Regions from separate parts of the Zea mays genome. Here region 2 is linked to region 1. A link is a contact called in public Hi-C data. All regions are on one chromosome and are shown on one strand. The core of a region is the stretch at or near the end of the contact, and the rest is flanking DNA. Distances in the headings are between cores, read along the strand shown. Region 1 holds the start of LOC118473275 (60S ribosomal protein L39-like). Region 2 holds the start of LOC103637988 (Protein kinase superfamily protein with octicosapeptide/Phox/Bem1p domain).

What was found. Hi-C and Micro-C count contacts between places; a contact is called where the count stands out from the background.
Region 2: a contact with region 1 is called in a Hi-C map of endosperm, with 2.5 times the contacts expected there. The contact joins the promoter of LOC103637988 here to the promoter of LOC118473275 in region 1. A contact is called at or near these places in 6 of 25 Hi-C or Micro-C datasets (ear, endosperm, leaf and 2 more) and 1 of 3 datasets of contacts at active chromatin or transcription factors (leaf).

Annotation. Positions count from the first base shown.
Region 1 is chr9:15,322,673-15,328,720 of Zm-B73-REFERENCE-NAM-5.0, forward strand. LOC118473275 (60S ribosomal protein L39-like) reads left to right here and starts at 1,789. Exons shown (of 3, transcript XM_035962455.1): 1 at 1,789-1,942; 2 at 2,054-2,157; 3 at 2,254-2,519. The coding sequence starts at 1,940. The coding sequence ends at 2,302. It overlaps LOC100501185, which reads left to right and starts at 5,633. Exons shown (of 4, transcript NM_001195973.2): 1 at 5,633-5,852; 2 at 5,967-6,048. The coding sequence starts at 5,808.
Region 2 is chr9:15,485,419-15,491,261 of Zm-B73-REFERENCE-NAM-5.0, forward strand. LOC103637988 (Protein kinase superfamily protein with octicosapeptide/Phox/Bem1p domain) reads right to left here and starts at 1,889. Exons shown (of 9, transcript XR_002264973.3): 1 at 1-1,889.

The sequences.
Region 1 (6,048 bases), core at 539-3,038:
AAGGTAGTCGTTTAGAACATAATTGTGCATACCAAGGAGTGATTAATTATCATGGAGTTTTCCCTGTTTGCCCTTATTAAACAGGGATATGAGTGCATTAAAATCACTAAAACAATCAAGTTTGATTGGTTTCTGCAGCACTTCTCGAGGCATTCTAGACTAGAGGTCTCAAGCTCGATTCCCCTTGAGTACAGTTTTTTTTTCCCGATGCAATTACTCAGGGGCAGCGACGTCCAAATCCCAGACCCACGCGCGCTACGACTTCTTTTGTGCACTCTCGCTCACGCGCAGGATGACTTCCTTTGCTGCACCGGAGGGAGTAACAGCTAACTCGATCGATTCTTCAAATCTGAATGGCTGAGAGAGAGAGAACCAAAACCAGCGATATGTGTCAAGAACCAGAAAGAAGTTACGGAAAATTTTCAGTACACTGCGAACAGAAAACTAATATAATTATAACTTAAACCCGACAAAATCATGTGAGGGCATGTGTGTGCCTTGGGCGCAACCAACCGGATTTTCTTTTTCCAGAGTATTATTGTAATAAATAATGCTCGCAAAATTACACGCACGACACGTGTGCTGCCCCCGCCGCGCCCCTGGCTTGGAACGCAGCACGTGTGCCGGGTTTGGACTCGTCGCTGACCGGAACCGAGCGCATCTCTCCGCGTGCTGACCGGACTCAATCTGGGTCAGCACGCTCTTGTTTGTTGGCCGCTGCGGGCGGGCGGGCGGCTACTGGGCGTCGCGCGAAAGACAGGACGCCATGTGGCCGTGCATGATGCTTGTCTGCCGGTAACGACGATGCCCGTGTCCAGGAGTTAATCATGAGACGATGAGACTGGCCAATGGGGGGCTGGTCGTAGAGAGAACGAGCTCGACAGCGCGCGGCATGCGTCCAGGTCAGCAGATCGAGTATGATACTAATAACAATTATTAGTAGTAAAAAAATGAGAGACACGGGATTTAGTTTCGTTTTTAGAGATTTTTGTGGTATTTGGTCGTTGGTTGCCTATGACCGGTTGTTGTTCCTCGCTGCAATACCAATAAAAGACACGTGGATCGGACAGATGCGAGCATGTTTAAATCCATAGTAAGTTAAAATTCTTTTAAATTTACTCTAGTCTACTTGGGAACAAGGTCTAAACGAGGCTCAAACGTGGAACATTTACAAGGCCTAAACTCATCACAGGCCTCAGCTTCCAATCCGAGAGAGAGAGAGAGACGTGGAACATTTACAAGGTCGGGCCAGAAAAAAAAAGTCCGGCTTACTATAGGACTACTCGAAACCATTGCGATAGGTCTATTTGGCCTTCTTAATTATCAACACCACCACCCCGAATAATGAAATCAAATATTCTACGCCTTAAACTATTGATAACGACGAATCACACCTCTAACTGATGCTGGTTTCAGAAACAATTTGAGATGTTTTTAAATTGAGGCGAGAGGGGGGCTCTATAGCTGATTCCTTTTTTAAGCTGATTTGATGATCAGAGATCCCAAGAGGATCCATGAGGGAGAAATCCCCTTGCAATTCAATTTTGAATAACAAGGGGATTACTCCCTATGGATTCTCTCGAGATCCCTGACCACCAAATCAGCCCTTAGGAGGAATTTTATGGTCTCTTATCTCTGATTGGTCATTCTCGGGCTCGAACAAACTGGGTCGAAACTTCATCGTACCGTTTACTACGTGACCTCTGACCAAGGGCGAACCCAAATTATGGGTATGACATGAGGCCTTTTTGTATACAAAAGCCCAATCTCTCTGCCCTTGTTTAATTAAGCCCAAACCATCCCGAGCCCATTCCACCCGTGCCTCCCGGATAAAAACCCTAGCGGCCTCCGTCCCATTCGAGTTTCGATCTCTCCCATCCGAGTGTCTCCTCCTCCGCCGCCGCCGCCGCCGCTTCCGTCGTCTCCGCCCGCCGAGGCCATGGTACGTATCTCCGGCCTTTGCGCGTAAGCTCGCGGATTCATGGGTTAGTCGTGTCGTACCTCGTCGATCTTACGCCTTTTTGTCCCGTCGTTGCGCTGCGTCCCCGCGCAGCCGTCCCACAAGACCTTCCGGATCAAGAAGAAGCTGGCCAAGAAGATGCGCCAGAACCGCCCCATCCCCTACTGGATCCGCATGCGCACCGACAACACCATCAGGTCCGTTGGCCTTCGCGCCTTCGTCCTGTTTCGCTAGGTTGTCCCGTGTTTCGGTCGCTCATTTGTTCCTTTTTTTTGCCTTGCTTTGCATGTCAGGTACAACGCCAAGCGCAGGCACTGGCGTCGCACCAAACTCGGATTCTGAGCGGTGGAAGAAATGCTGGCTAATGACGCTTGGGGGGTATAGGGCTCTGCAGGCTAGGAAGCTCTTGTTTAAATTTTTTTGCTTGTGTTATTTGTCATTGTAGTACCATGTTTTGTCTGATGGTTAAAGAACCGCCTTTATGCTATGGTGAATTTATTTAACCTTGCAGCGCCTTAATCAGTTGATCTCTAGCCAATTATTTTTCCAGTTTGCTATGCTTCTCTGATTGTACATGGTTGTCTATTCCTCGGTTAACTGTCTGGTTTTAACACTTATCTCTGGTTTAGTGTTATATATGTGTATGTATGCATGGATGCCTTATGTGCACAGGTACGTTTCAAATAGGCTTATCAGGTTAAGTTGTTTAATTGTTTAGTGTTTTTTTATGTGGTGAGAGATCTCTCATTTAACCTATTGATTTGAATACCTTATAGTCATTCATGATATAGTTTCTTTTTTCCCTCTGATGCGTCTATGCGCATGTGCTATGCGCATGTGGGAGCACGCATACATGTCTAAATAGGCCGGGCTTGTCGGGCGGCTCAAAACCCGACACGCATTTGGCCTTGCCCGAACCGGCACAACACCTAGCAAACTAGGCCCGTGCTGGCCTGACTCCGTCATCGAGACTCGACATACCCTGGTTTTATTTTCTATTTTTCATACAAATGCATATATTATACTTCATTATAGAGTATAAAACACAAGAATTATGTGTTTTGTTGGTTATGTGGGTGTAAATAAATGTTTGGAGCTACCAACTATGGTTTAAACACTCGTATATGTATAATTTTAGCATATTTTTATCATTTAAACGTCATATACTGTTATGGGCCAATTAGGCTTGTCTCGCCGTGGGACGGCCTAAAACAGTTATTAACCTAGCGGGTCATGGCCGAGCCTTGCTCGAGATCCGTGGGTCATTACGACCCTCTAGCTAATTCGGGCTAGGCCAACATGGTCCCAATTTATGTTGGGTCTAGCCGTGACCCGCCCATTTGAACATCTATAGGAGCAGGTGACCATGACGCTATGCGATGGCGTACGCTATCGCGCAGTTGTATTGGGCAACTCCTATAGTCTTAGAGCAACTTCAAGAGGCTATCTATATCCTTTCTAATCTATATAAATGGAGTTTTTTTTACAAAAATACCTTTCAATAGCTTATCTAAATAGCTATCCAAATATTGATATCTTCTGTTTTAGGTTCCTCGCTAGTCAAATATAGAAAATGTGAATGTCTGTCTAGAGTACAAACAAGGTATAGGAAGTCTTGTGAAGATTGAAAAAAATATAGAAAGCTGTTTTAATACAAATGACTCTAAATGATATGTAGAGTGAAAATTAGAAACTCTTGAAGATACTCTTAGGCTATTTCTGCCGGCGAACGCAAGAAAATGTGCATCTTCCACGCAGCAGCGACGCCCAATTGCACAAACGTGCAATGAAAAACAAAATGAACGTATCTAGCAGATTGCGGATGCGTATTCTCAACCTCACTAGTAGCGAAGAGAATGAAAATAAGGAACCGGACGGCCGAGCGATCATTGCGCGACCACATTTATGCTCTGCTGGAATTGTAAATAGTGAGACGCCGGCGTGCAAAACAACCCAAATGTAATGGTTTTGAAATGGTCACACGGTGGAACGTGGTTTATACAAGCCTATCCAGTTTGCTATGCTTCTCTGATTATACATATATGAGGGTTTAAACCAAAGTTATTAGCTCCAAACATTTATTTACCTCTACATAACCAACAAAACATATGTTTCTTGTGTTTTATACTCTATAATAAAGTATAATATATGCATTTGTATTAAAAATAGAAAATAAAACCAGGGTATGTCGAGTATAGCCCGCCGTACCACGTCTTAGGCACAGGCACGGCTCGATGACGGAGCCGGGCCAGCACGGGCCTAGTATGCTACGTGTTGTACCGGGTTTGAGCCAGGCCAAACTTGTGTCAGGTTTTGAGCCACCCGACAAACCCAACCTATTTAAACATGTATACCTGCTCCCACATGTGCATAGACGCCTCGAGGGAAAAAGAAACTATATCATGAATGACTACAAGGTATTCAAATCAATAGGTTAAATGAGAGATCTCTCACCACATAACAAAGAAAACACTAAACAATTAGACAACTTAACCTGATAAGCCTATTTGAAACGTACCTGTGCACATAAAGCATCCATGCATATATACACATATCTAATCTAGACCCTTCATCCAATAAATAATAGTGGTTCTTGAATTTGGCACGCTGTGTCACATAGGTTTCTAAACTTAGAAAATCAGGAAAAAACGAGTCATGTAACTTGGCCGATCGTGCAAAATTGTTCAAAACTAGGTTTTCTCAAACCGGATACCGATATGGCGTGTGTCGCGTGCCACATTAAAGTATATTAAAGAAAGTTCGAGGACTTAAGCGACACACCATGCCAAGTTTAAGAGCCTAAATGTCTCCAACATTTTTGAACAATTTTTTTTTGGGGGGGGGTTGGAATCCCCACCTTTTAATTACCTTTCAAAAGCACATACATGAGACTATGAGAGTTTTACGTGGCACACCACGTTTTTGTCCGGTTTGAGCAACCCTGATTTTGGACGGTTTTAGATGGGCCACCAAATTCTACATCTTTTTTTCCCTAATTTTGAGAGTTCGAAGATCCGAGTAATATGACATGTCAAGTTCGAATCCCTAATGCTCCGTGTGAATGTTGATATTGAAGAGGATGAAATTGAATTGAGTCGAATAACAAATCATATTGAAATGAGATGTAATTCCAATTTTATTGTTTCTATGTCACTGAATTGAAGTTTGGAATTGTGCAGTCTAATTCCACGCAATACCGATGGGGTGAAACCCTGTATTGGGAGAGATGATTTCTAGTTATAATCCAATTCCAGAGAATTGGTCATTTGATTCCAAATCTCAATTTCACATACAAATAAACAACATAATTTATAAAAGTTGATTCCAATTCCCAATTTTTTGCTCCAATATCTACATCCAAACGAGATATAATATATTTTACTTAAAAAAGTCGGCCATCTTGCGCTGACGGGCCGCGAGATGGATGTTCGACCCGCACGAATCTTGACTAAAGTTATGCCGTTGGATAGTATGTGCTGCGATGGGGCACGTAGTAGTTGAAAACACACCCTGGCGCATGCCGAGATGAAGCCGCGAACCAGAGGCGCCCCACGAAGGTCGGGCAACAGCAGCCAAAAAAAGAGCTCGGTGTCGCGGGGACACCGCCCGTGCCCGCGGCTCGCTTTAAGGCGGTCGCGCCCGTGTCACGGTCAAATGCCGTCTTCGTTCTTCCACGGAGAGAGAGGCAGAGGCAGGCGGCCGGTGCATGCATGCCCCGCCCTCCCTCCGTGCGCCCCCGAAGACCTCCTCCGCCCCCGGCGCGGTGAGCTCGTGACCGCCCGGACGGCACCCGCCTCTGCGGTTTGAGGCTCGCTGCACGCACTCCAATAAAACAAAAGAAGCAACCATGGCGTCCATTTCCCCGGAGGACATTGGCGGGGACGTCAATCTGGTACGTGCGCAGCTGCGCGTTCGCCGTCCTTGCCGACCGCCGTCACACCAGACCAGACACCCCCGCGCGCGTTCCGATGCTAGCTAGCCTGATGATTGGCTTTGGGATTTGCAGTCCAAGATCCCGGTGGAGGAGGTGTTCAAGACGCTGAAATGCGACCGCAAGGGGCTGTCCAGCACGGAGGGCGAGAACCGGC
Region 2 (5,843 bases), core at 639-3,138, 160 kb after region 1:
TAGACCGCTGTACTCGGCCGCCTCGGAGTTGTGCGCGGAGGAGCCGGCGCTGGCGACGCCGTCCTTCCGCCGCATGGCCGTGGCCGTGGCAATGGCCTCCGTGGAGACGCAGTTGATGGCGTCGATGTACCGCTGCCCGGACTCGTCCACCACGGCGGCGAGATGGGGCCCCGCGTCGGCCCCGGAGGCCGGGAAGAGGAAGACCCGGAGCTTGGCGGAGCCGTCGGGCGCCGCGGCGGCCAGCTTCTCGTACTCCTCCATCATGTTGTCGTAGTCCTCCGGGCCGGACACGGAGATGAGCGAGTCGAGGTCATCCCCGGGGAGCTGGTACCTGAGGACCACCCCGCCGCCAGAGGAGGCCGAGGCCTCGTCCACCGCCTCCACCTTCCGCAGCAGGTCCGCGAAGGAGGCGGCGCGCGGGGCGGAGATGAGCCGCGTCTGGCCGCCCACGTACCGCAGCGCCCCGTCCCCGGGTCTCGGCGCGATCCGGCCCCCGTAGCTGCACATCAGCTTCACTTTCCTCGCCCTGCACGCCTCGTCCTCGCCGCCCCACGCCCTCGGGCTGCCGGGCTCGCCCGCCGGCGCCACCCCGGTGCCCCTGCTCGCCGACGCCATCGCCGTCGCCGCCACCTAGAGTTTCCACCGCTCGCCGAGGCTCTGGAGAGGGCGCAACAGAATCCGAAACGCAGGGGTTGGAATGGAGGACGAGGACGAGGACGAGGAGGGCGGAGGCGCGAGTCGCGCGGGAGGTTTTCCTTCCTTCCCGCAATCCGCCCACTTGACTTGACACTCTCCCGTTCGGTTGGCCGTCGCCCCTCGGCCCCGGACGCGCCTGGCACTGCAGGAGGTTGGCTCCGCTCCGCTCGACTGCGGCGGCACCGAAACGAATCGCCGAGCTGAATTGGCGGCGGTCGGGCGGTCCAGGAGATAAGTTACACACTGCAGTTTCGTGTCTGAGAGGCGTGCTTGCTTTGGCCGTGACTCACTGACCAACCGCGCAGCCACCGTCGTACTGTGTCATGGGCCTGGCGATCTCGGTTTCGATTGGCACGAACGTTGCTCGACCAACGATTATCAAACCGTTTTGGGTAAAAAAAAACCGCTATCCACGGGTAAATCGATGAAAACTGGCAAAATCGATCAAAAGTGACAGGATTCACTTATAATTTGCTCGATTCATACAACTTATGTTCACTAAAATAACATGCAGCATACATTACAACCACAAATTTCAATTCTCATGTAACAAACAATCATCAAACTTCATAATACTAAAATACAAGTTCTTTTAAAGTTCTCCCACGACACATAGATCGACATGTTTCACAATACTCACGTATTAAGCTCGAGTCGTAGCACTTAGTCATTTGGGAAGGATCCTAATATGTGCTCATTCCGTCTATGTGCGATATGCTCCTTCAATAGGGTACTACCCCCTCCGCTCTTTGTTTCACTGTAATACTTAAGGCATGTTTGGTTCACTACCTCAGTTGCCACACTTTGCCTAACTTTTCTGCCTAAGGTTAGTTATTCAATTCGAACGACTAACCTTAGGCAAAGTGGGGCACATTTAGCCACAAACCAAACAGGCCCTTACACTTGAAACATGTGTCAACCTTCTCTCTGTGCTCCCAGACTAGGTCTAACATGTCTCATATAAACAAGAACAAGACATAATATCATGTAACGAGAGTATAATGAAAACATATTACTTGTAACAAATGACATACTAACATAAAACAATAAAACATCGAAACATATTGACATTCTTCCCTATATGTGCGAGATGCTCCTTCAATTCGGTTTAACATATATAACTAAATATTAACAATACTAATATATATATATAACTAAATATTAACAATACTAACATATATAACTACATATTAACAATACTAATATATAACTAGATATTAACAAGACATCATCACATAATAAAACTGAAACCCTAAACTCAAAAACCAAATCTAGGCACTAAAAATACTAAATAATACAACTCAACACGGTTTCTCAGTAACGAATTGTGGTTTACCATTGCTCGGGGCAGTTTACCGTCGTCGTTTGATGAGAAACCGACGAGTTAACGGGTTTACTAACGGGTCCATACGTTTTCTATTTTTAATGGGTTAAACTAAATTAAATTTAGATATCTTATATAACAGATTACTCACTAAAACATGTAATTTTTTATCATATTTTTTCTTTTTTGTAAAATTTTTGGAATTTTATTAAATTTGGAGTGATTTTGAAAAAAAACATTGGTTAATCGGTACCGGTAGACGGCGGTTTCGATAAACCGAGGACTGTCATGTGTGCCCGTCGACAGAAAACTACAGCCAACGACTAAAATTGTAGCTGGGGCTATAAATACCCCCAAACCACCACCATTCAAAGCATCCAAGCATTCCACTCTCCACACTCAATACAAGAGCAAAGAATTCATTTGAAAGACACATTCAAAGCTTCCAATCCTCTCCAAGTCCCACAATTAAGACAAGTGATCAATAGTAATTAGTGACTTGAGGGAGTGAGATTTGTGTTTCGTTTATTGCTCTTGTTGATTGGTTGTGTTTTATTCATCTACTTCTAAACTCTCTAAGTGATTTGTAAAGCTAGGAAGAGACACCTAAGTGTGTGGTGATCCTTGCAGGGTTTTCGTGACCTTTGAGATTAAGAAGAAGCACTCAACCGGTCTAGGTGACCGATTGAGAGAGGGAAAGGGTTGAAAAAAGATCTGAACTTCGTGACCTCCTCAACGGGGAGTAGGTTCATTGGAATCGAGCATCGGGAAACAAATCGCCGTGTTCATTTGTGTCGATCTTTACTCTACGATTTGGTTCTTCCTCTCCCCTCTCTCTAAAAGTTCTCTTGCTCACAACCCTTTGAGTTAGCTCCTAAAGTTATCTGTATTGATTGAGAACTCATAGCAAGAAGAACTATCTTCCGTACTCCGTATTCATTATTATTTGATTCTAATCCTAACGTGTTCAAAGTTTATAACTTACAGGTTTCATCTATTTACCCTATCTAGACGATTTTCACATACGTGTATCTATATTCCTATATGAGGTAGCACCATACATATCACTAGGAGGTTCTATATTTCTATATAATAAATTTATATCCCAATAATAAGTGAAGAGAAGATAAAAAAACGATTATTTATTATTTTCTTATGTTTCCTTCACTTGTTTATGCTTATTCTCTATTTTAAACTCTACTTTGTAAATCGTGTAAGCTACATTGCAAATCTCCTATTGTACAGGAGAAACGAGAAATATATCATGTATATCTTCCTCACGTATCTATCCCGTCAGTTGAGCATTGAGATTACGATGTGCGACGACGACCATATATTCTAAAACGGGAAACCGAGCAACCAGCCAACCACACCACCTGGACGACGATGACGATCCAGAGTTGGGGACGACCGCGGTGGCCAGCTTCGATCGGGACCCATGCGCACGCGGCACGCTCACCGAAGTTACATGCAGACAAGCCCAAATCATCTGAGGATTCAAGTCTAAAATCACGCATCAGGGGGAAAAAAATCTCGTGCACCAGTGTCGCCGTCAGTCACTAATGCACTCCGCTTTCAGAAAAAATCTCGCAGACCAGCCGTCGTCGCTCGCTAACGTACGTCGCTTTCGGCTTGCCCTGCCGACCTCAACCTGCTGCGTGCGAAGGGCTCGAACGGACGCACGGCATGGCGGGTGACACCGCGACAGGCCACAGTGCATCGGAATGGTTGTCCACGTGGAGAGTCTGGATGGCCACGGCCCCCGTGCGTGGGCGGTGACGGTGGGCCTGGCCCATCCGGCGGGTTTCCGTGCGGCCCACACAGCTTAAGACCAGCGACACGGCAAGAAGCCCAGACCGAACCTCCGTGACGCCTCGAACTTGCACAGGCTACACTTCGCGCCGCGCTGGCCCACACTGCGGAGTGCGCACTTTAGAAACCGAGAGATTTGGGCCTTCACAGGCTACGAAAGACGTCCATCTTGTTGAGAACTACGTCACCACGGATCACCAGATCCGCTCCTTTCCCTCCCGTCAGCAGATTAGGCGCGAGAAGATGTGGAAGACCCGTATCCCTTCCCAGAAGCACGACAGAGAGCACACAAGACACATGATGTAGGGTTGGGCATCTGGCCTCTTTCTCTTCTCCATATTATGAAGGGGTGTACATGTTCCTTATATAGAGATGTGAGACCCCTCAGGGGCAAAGTCGGTATTTGCCCACATAACCCTAACTAGGGTTACTTAACACTCCCCCTTGGGCGAATACCGCGACCAACACATGCCTCATTAAAACTCCGAAAAACCCAGTGGGAAAAATGTGGAGAAAGAGTGCATGGTGATACAAATTGCATTTGCACTTTATTGCCTCGTTAAAAACCTCATGTGAGAAATTTCAAGAAAACTCACAAAGGGAAAAAGAGTACAACAACTGTCATCGGAACAGATTTCGATCCTTTGGGATCTAGATTCTATCGAATCTTTTACAAGGGCTAACTTTAGAAATGTGCTCCCCCTGATCCTTGCAAAACCGTATCAATAAGGCAAAATATCTTCTTCTAGAAGTATATGTACATAAAGATTTAGCAAACGGATTGCATATCCTTGCAAGGACTATTTCAGGAACTTTACCTCTACTCACTTCTAGGATATACGAGGTAAGTGCACATATCAATATAAATAAGCCACTTTGACTGATGGTGTACGATCGACTAGATCTATATATTTGATAGAAAGTTCCATAAAGGTTCATATATTGATCATCAAGCTCACGCCTTCAGGGCATAGAATATGACATTTATTGTCTCACGGATGTGATCAATATAAGCATTCGCTCCCCCTGACGATGACATCTGTCAAAGTCGTTATCTCTCATAACTCAAGCATATTCTTCAAGATATATGTCTCGTTATTCATCTGGAATAATGAGAATGGATGAGGTTGGGGTGCTATCATTTTCTATCTTACACCACAATTTATACATAGTTGTGCAAAGCAAATAACATGTCCTTCAATAGGACTTAGGGGATAATATAGTTGCAATAGTACATATTCTAAATATGACACATCGCTCGAGGCGTTCATCCATTGCAACATCTATGATGGTGTAATAAAAGTCCATCAAAGATCGTAATCCATCAGGGATTTTTCATCGACAAGATATATCGTTATAGTCTGCCATTCTGGCATAATGGGGATATTTTGCCAGTAACACCTAAATCTTATAGGTTTCTGCCATCAAGGCTTTAGAGGATATCGTAATTCCACATATAGTGGAAAATATCATGAGTAAAACTCGTGAAATGCACATGTGCTTATTTGGTGAACTTCAAGTCCTTTGGTACCTCATCATATTCCTTTTCGGGTATGTATGGGTCTTTATCCCTTAATAGGGGTTATCAAACTTTGGTGTTCAACACAGACTTTGTTTCTTCTGAAAAGGTTCCATCTGGGAACTATAATCTCAGCTAGGAGATATTCTCCCTACACAGGAGAGTGTTCATTCGTCAGGAATGTATTATTCGGTATGAGATTTATATGTTGCATATAATTCAAATATATGAGTCCTCCTAGGATCTCATGACGGATCTTCAGAATCCTATTAACTGCATATTATAATTCATGCCATTTGCCAGATATATTACATAGCGGAATAGTGTTTATTCAACACATATGTGGGATAGGTCTCTCACAAGACCACTTGAACCATCGCATTCACCACACATTATTTCAATAGTGCCCATAATGTCTGAACTTCAAGCTCGCGACTTTCACTTTGCGATTCTTGGTTCAACCTCGATTGCATTTATTAATGACCCGATAAG